Linked DNA regions of Rattus norvegicus: region 2 is linked to region 1. Evidence: chromatin contacts called from public Hi-C data. All regions are on one chromosome and are shown on one strand. Each heading gives the region's core, a stretch centred on a gene start, on an enhancer-like site or on the middle of the called end of the contact. The rest is flanking DNA. Distances are from core to core; before and after follow the strand shown.

Region 1 (3,592 bases), core at 757-3,256:
AAGGTGTGGGCAGTGCCCATGGACAAGTGGATAAGGAATATCACAGATATTGGTTCTAATGTGTACCATGAGTCAAACTGTATCTCTGATATCAAAATGCCTGGTGAACTAACTGCAAGAAATATGGTACGTTATGCCAGAGAGACAAACAGGCCATTTCTAGTGGCAATGGTTTTTCTAAATATAAACCAGATAAAAGGCCTAGGCTTCCTAGGGTGTGCAGGAGATGTAGTAAGGGTTGCCGTTGGACCAATGAGTGTAGGTTCAAGAGAGATGGCCAAGACAATTTCTAGACTTTGGGGCCTGGCCCAGGTCCCCATAGCAAAAACCATGAGTGGTTTCAGACAAGAACAGCTAAGAGTTACCAAGTTATAGAAAAAGCTGGAATTAAATGAGCCTATGTACTATAAGAATGTGTTAACATCAGAATGGAAGCCTGCAGAAGTCTTACGTTGGGGACACAGGTTTGTTTACATCTCTACAAGAAATGATACCATCTGAACTTATGAAGATTAGAATCGAGCAGGAGAGGCATCCTGAAAACCATGGCTACTGATCCAAAAATTGCTCCATGACCAATGCAAGTCTTATAAAGGACAACATTTAATTGGAGCTGGCTTACAGGTTCAGAGGTCCAGTCCATTATCATCAAGATGGGAATAGGGCAGCATCTAGATAGGCATGATGCAGGCAGAGTTCTACATCTTCATCTGAAGGCTGCTAGCGGAAGGAAGACTGACTTCCAGGTATCTAGGACTAGGATGTACAAGCCCAAACCCACAGCGACACACCTATTCCAACAAGACCACACCTCCAAATAGCGCCATTCCCTGGACCAAGCATATTCAAACCATAACAATACGGTTCCAACGAAAACCACTGGGTCTTCCAAATTTATTATTGTCCAATAATTCTGGTGTTAAGGAAAAACACAAATGTTCTCTCCCCAATCATTTATTTGGCTTCCAGGGGTGGGGCCAGGATTGAACTCAGGGCTTGTTAGCAAATGTTCTGAGCCATTTCCTCAGCCTGTGTTTTGTTTATTTTTGTTCGTTTTGTTTTATTTTGTTTTGAGGCTGTGTAGCTCTGGCCACCCTGGAACTCACTTTGTAGACAGGCTGGCCTCAAATTCAGAGATCTGCCTGACTCTGTCTCCTGAGTACTGGGATTAAAGGCATGCAACATCATACTCTGTGTTTTTAAATCTGTCTCTTTTTAAATTAATACTACCATCACAGTTGATATACATACAATTAGCTAAATTCAATCATCTGCAGTCCTACTTACCTTCTCATAACCGATATATTTTTTTAGGTTTTTTTTTTTACATTTATTTATTGTTTGTATGTGTGGGTGCATATATGGGACAGTGTAAGCATGAAGATCAGAGAACAACTTGTGGAAGTCAGTTCTGGCTTTCCAATAAATGGGTCAGAGTAGATCAAACTCAGGTGAACAGGTTTGGAGTCAAGTGCTCACCATCCCAATATGTGCCCCTTTGGCTGGTATTTTAATTTTTCATTATGAAATACACTTTAAGATGTTGCTGAGGTAGAAGAGATTTTATTCACTGCTTTAAAATACTCTATTTACATAAACAAATCGCGTCTTCTGTGAATTCTTGACTGGAACACACAACTGGTGAGGGATGCCGACTCAACCATATGCGTGGCCACTCAAAGACATGCAGGAGGGCTAATTGGAAGTGGTCATCGTTGCAGGATAAGAACTGGAGTTTCCTGGCCGGTCCACAAGTCCCTTGCGGGACCTGTGTCCTTTGACCACCAGAGTGTGTCTAGGTGGGCAGCTTGTCCCCTGCATTGCAGTTCCGGCAGTCAAACAGGGCCACCCCACCCGGGTCCAGGGACGGCGGTGTAGTACAGAAAACGTTTCCCAGAAGGGCCCGCGCCTCACTGGCGCATGACAAAGACTACATTTCCCAGAGTTCCCCGGGAGGGCCTCGCCCCCTCCAATTGAGCTGGGAGTAGCTGGAGAATTGTGCACCGGAAGTAGCTCTTGGACTAGTGGAACCCATCGCAGGTGAGACTTACAGTTGGATACGGCGCAGCAAACCAGGGACCTCGCAGGCTGGTCAGGGCCGTAAGAGTGCGTCTCGCATCGTGGGTCTGAGTGGGGTTGGGCTGGGTCGGGAACTAAGGGGTTTGGGGGCCGGGCCCTTGCTCATCTGGATAAGAGTGAAGCCATGCTGCTGGTTCAGAGCCCCCCTTACAGGGACCGTAACAAATTTCCAGCGTCCCGAAGCCGTCCAGTGGTGCACCCTGCCCTAGAAGAACTAGGTTTTCCTACGTCGTAGGCTATCAGCTCAGTACTTGTGAATACGGGACTCCAAGCATGGGCACCTGTAGGGTGAACGTTGGGGAGAAGCAGCTACTACGATCTGTGCAGGGTTCTGCCAGCCCTAATTTTGTAGTCATAGGGATGAGGTGTACGTTTCCTCTGCCTAGTAGGTTCACGGGTTGGGACCAAGTTGCTTTGTTTGGACGGCAGCCAGCAGGAACCTATAATGCCCAGGGCAAAGGACTTCCTGGGGGAACAGAGCTGGGTGTGTCTGTCAGCCTATTGTCGCTCCTCCTTGGGAGTTTTGATTCTGTACCTCCTGGCATTGGCCAAGGAGAATGGGGTAGGGAAAGTGGCACCTCCTATATCCTCCTTAGTTCGTGTCATTTTGCTCTTCAGGTGCAGACCATAATGGGTGAACCCCACGGATCCATGAGGATCCTAGTAACAGGGGGCTCTGGACTGGTGGGCAGAGCCATCCAGAAGGTGGTCGCAGATGGGGCCGGCTTGCCTGGAGAGGAATGGGTGTTTGTCTCCTCCAAAGATGCAGATCTGACGTAAGTTGGGGCCATATTCAGACCCAATCCTTCCTCTTGGTTCCCCTTCCAGACTGAGTAGTACACTGCAGCGTTTGTTCTTGAGCCTAGCAGTAATCTACCCCGAGTTTGGGTCCTCCCTACCAGGTGACTGATCTGGCTGTGGTTGATGGCTGTGTTCTAAGTAAACATCCTCCTATAGTTCCGGGATTCCCACAACCGACAGCTGCTAAAACCCTGAACTTTGAGCCACTCGGCCCTTTGGTTGCCCCTCCAGTTCCAATCATGGACCCATTCAGTTTATATACTCACTGCCCAAGCTCTTAACTCCTGATTTCCTCAGGCCTCCCTAGGCCCACCCCTGACATCCTGGCTTCCCTCAGGGATGCAGCGCAAACCCAAGCTCTGTTCCAGAAGGTACAGCCCACCCACGTCATCCATCTTGCTGCAATGGTAGGCGGCCTTTTCCGGAATATTAAATACAACTTGGATTTCTGGGTAAGTTGGAGTGCTCAGGGGCAACGGGTATTGGGAGCCAGGAGCTTAGGTTCTTGAAACTTCCACAGATTTACCCCCAAGAAGCCCCTGAGGGCTGGTTTTGCACAGCCCTGGGGACATTTGGCTAAGTGCTGACCTGCAGGTGGGAAGTTGAAAGAAGCTAGCACATCATACTATGTGTCTGGGACTGAGCTTGCTTGGCTGACAGATTATCTGTCTGTCTGTCTGTCTGTCTATCTATCTATCTATCTATCTATCTA
Region 2 (3,592 bases), core at 366-2,865, 180 kb before region 1:
ATTATAGTTTGTTTTCTTGCAACTTTCAACTTTATGGGATTTTTTGTATTTAGTTTTATTTTGAGAAAGAATCTCTCTACGTAGTTCTGGCTGTCTTGGAAGTTGCTTTGAACTACTTGGAATGGTAGACCAGGCTGGTCTCCAACTCACAGAGATCCTCCTTGCCCCTGCCTCTGGAGTTCTGGGATCAAAGGTGCCATCACACCCAGCTCAACTTTATTTTACAACCTATTGAATTGCTCATTTGCAGATTTTTTTTTTTTTTGTTTTGGGGTGAGGGGTTGATTTTTGAAACAAGAGTTTCTCTGTGTAGCCCTGGCTGTCCTGAACTGTGTAGACCAGGCTGGCCTCAAACTCAAGAGATCTGCTTCTGCCTCCTGAGTGCTGGAATTAATGGAGTATGCCACCAGCACCTGGCTGTTTTTTCTTTTTTTAATTGGGAAGAAATCTACGTTCATGGTCTTTATCTTCTTGTTTTGGGGCTGCAACAACTTTGGGTATCTTTGATGGTATTGCTTTCTCGGTTTCTAGTCTTATTCTTCCATTTCCTTTATTGCCTTGGTTTCTTCTGTGTCATATTTCCTCATGCTCTTGTGCTTAAGAGTGAGACGCTAAGCTGGGTCTCAATGCTTTTTTCCCAGAGTGGAGGTTATGTCCAGCCACTGTTGGCAGAGCCAGACCTACTAGCACCATGTAGCAGGGATAGAAGTCTGGAGGCACCTACATTTTTTTCCCTATCTTTACTTTTTTCAGAGAATTCTAGACACAAACATCACAAACCAGTCTGCTAAGGCCCTCCTCTGGTTCCCCAACATTCCACTTCTCTGCCCACTTAGGCTTTCAATAGAGGTCTTGCCTGTTTAAATGTGGTTCAGAAGGGGAGGGAAGTATCCTGCCATATTTTGCTAGAGATCTCTATATATAAAATTCTGAAAAACACAGGGTTGAAAAACAGAATGGCTTAGCTTGAGGGTGCTTGAGCTTACAGATGTGGTTGGTGTCTTGCAGGCAGCCTTAGGATCTTGGTACTGAGTGAAGCTCAAGGTAAACGTCAGAGCAACTCCTCGCAGCACAGATGAAAATAGATTTATTCATAGCTCAGGACTCGGGGACTAACGTGCACATTTATGTCCGCAGGACTGGCTGGGGAACCATCTTTTGGGTCTATCTGCAAGTCAAACGCTCTAAAAGGCTACTTTCTCACTAGGACAGGTCATATTTCAAAATAAATGAGGACTCTTGACTTTAGATGGATAATGCAAAGGCGATGGATGCATCAATCTTTTTGTCTTCTGCCTCAGCTGTCTACGAAAAGAAGAAATCGGCCTCTTTCTCGCTCTCAGTGAATGAACTTAAATGGAATAGGGTGCTAGTAAAATAGGCAGACGGAACTGATTTAAAAATGCTGACCACGCCCCCCCTCCCCGTTCCCCCAAACGCGGGAGGGCTCTCCGGGTCTCCACTTCACTACCCCGGCCGATCCGTTCTCCTCCGGAACATTAAATGCCTGCTCCGCCCCGGAAATACGTTCCGGTCTCCACTCACGTAGCTAGGTCGTGTATCGCGAGAATTCCGCGTCCGGCGCCCAGATCGCGCGAGACTGCGGAGGGAGCTGATGCTTGTGGCGCGCGCGGCGGCCGCGACGGACGCAAGATGGCGACGGCAACTATAGCTCTCGTAAGTGAATCCCTCGCGGCCGGGAGCGGCCGTCAACTGGTAGGAGTGAGTCGTAGGCCGGAACAGGGTGCGGAGGGGCCCCTGGGTGCGCATTGGCTTGACCCGGCCTCATACGGGCTTTCTGGTGGTCACCGGCACGCGGGGCGGAGGCGGAGCGGGAGCGCGCGGCTGTGGCTTGGCTGCAGCTTCCGGCTCGAGGACTTCAGTTTCCGGCAGCTGGGCGGGGTGGGCCGGCCGCGGGCTGCCCAGCTGGATTCCGGCGGGGCGGTCCTCTTTTTGCTGAGGCTGGGCGACAGTTGTCTAGGCGTCTGGGAGCCCTGGCGCCTGCTCCAGACCTGCGCGACTGCGCCCCTTATTGGGGACGCGGAAGGGGCGGGCCCACTGGCACTTGCTCTACGCCATGGTGCACAGAGAAACGGGTTTCCCATTCTATTACCACTCAGGAGGGGGAAAACATCCTCCACACCTTTCAGACAGTCTTTCTGTCCCTGGCTCTGTTGGAGAACCCCCGTCAGTGCCTACCTCCGTCACTGGTCTGGTGGGCATCATAAGACACTGCTCACCCCTTGTTTTGTTCAGCCCTGCTCAGCGTTTTCCCTGGTCAGTCAGGAATGTACCAAGAGTGACTACCACAAGTCTTCCTCCCCACTTGCTTTAGGAACTACTTATCTCTTGGACCCCCATTGCAGTCCAGTCTTTTATTAGCTGCCACCCTCATTCAGAGGTCTGAGACTACTTAAGCAGATGCCTACAGGTCAGACTACGGTAGGGTCAAGTAGTGTAGACAGGCTGTCATTCCTCAGCCTTAGCTGGGGACTGCACCTTCATATTGGGAGAGGGGCACTTGCTCCAGCCTGCGAGGGATAGATCTAGTGTGTACCACTCACATCAAGGCTACCTTTTGAAAAATAACACTCCGGGGTTGGGGATTTAGCTCAGTGGTAGAGCGCTTGCCTAGCAAAGGCAAGGCCCTGGGTTCGGTCCCCAGCTCCGAAAAAAAGAAAAAAGAAAAAAAAATAACACTCCGATTCTTGAAGCTACAGGTGTAAATGGTCTTCGTGTAAAGACAACCAGAGAGTTGAGAGCTTGATGGCTGCTCTTAGGTGACTGTCAGATGATAGAAGAAGGGGGAGGGCAGAATATAAAATACTTTGAACAGCACTGGTAGAGAGCGGATACCTCATTTTTGGGTAGCCCCTGATGACTGAAAGGTTAGCCCGACACTACTGAAAGTTGGTGTCATTGTTGAGATGGGCTCAAACAGTAGTCTCACCACTGAAGCAGCTGGAATAGTCTTTGCCAGCATCTGACCATGAGTCCCGAGAATTGTCTGTCTCTTGTTTTGCTACATCCACAGTGCTCAGCACAAGCTTGGCTACCCAGGAAGTAGCACTATACCCTTGAAGGGACCTGAACAGATGGAAGACAGCGTCCTTCAGCCAGTCCTATTCTTGGGGCCTGGCACTGCTCTCAATGGTACTAATATTGCTAGAACCTGTGGCTTGCTTTCCATATGCAGAGTCTTAAGGGACTTCATGGAAAATGATTCCGTAACTCTTGGCTGCTGCCTGAAAGATAGGCCATGCCCCTGCATAAGAGGAGATTCAGGGACTTGGGGATTTAGCTCAGTGGTAGAGCGCTTGCCTAGGAAGCGCAAGGCCCTGGGTTCGGTCCCCAGCTCCGAAAAAAAGAACAAAAAAAAAAAAAAAAAGGAGATTCAGGCCTAGATTTTAGGTGACTTGCTCAGGTTATTTAATATGCTTTGTAATTGAAGTAACTTTTTTCTGAACTGGTGAAGGGCAGAGCTTGGCTTGCATACCTGAGACACTCAGCTTCAAACCCCTCAAGGGATCTTCCCCTCTCTCCATGCACCAAGGCTGAGACGCATATTAGTGTGACCAGCTATGATAACAAA

The links. Hi-C and Micro-C count contacts between places; a contact is called where the count stands out from the background.
Region 2: a Hi-C map of frontal cortex shows a contact between it and region 1, with 1.6 times the contacts expected there. The contact joins the promoter of Puf60 here to the promoter of Gfus in region 1. A contact is called at or near these places in 1 of 12 Hi-C or Micro-C datasets (frontal cortex) and 1 of 1 datasets of contacts at active chromatin or transcription factors (oligodendrocytes).

The regions. Positions count from the first base shown.
Region 1 is chr7:109,496,076-109,499,667 of GRCr8, reverse strand. It overlaps Gfus (GDP-L-fucose synthase), which reads left to right and starts at 2,006. Exons shown (of 11, transcript NM_001127455.2): 1 at 2,006-2,040; 2 at 2,698-2,855; 3 at 3,218-3,332. The coding sequence starts at 2,710.
Region 2 is chr7:109,672,437-109,676,028 of GRCr8, reverse strand. It overlaps Puf60 (poly-U binding splicing factor 60), which reads left to right and starts at 1,615. Exons shown (of 11, transcript NM_001399392.1): 1 at 1,615-1,677. The coding sequence starts at 1,654. LOC102548315 (a long non-coding RNA gene) reads right to left here. Exons shown (of 3, transcript XR_005487508.2): 3 at 1-3,592.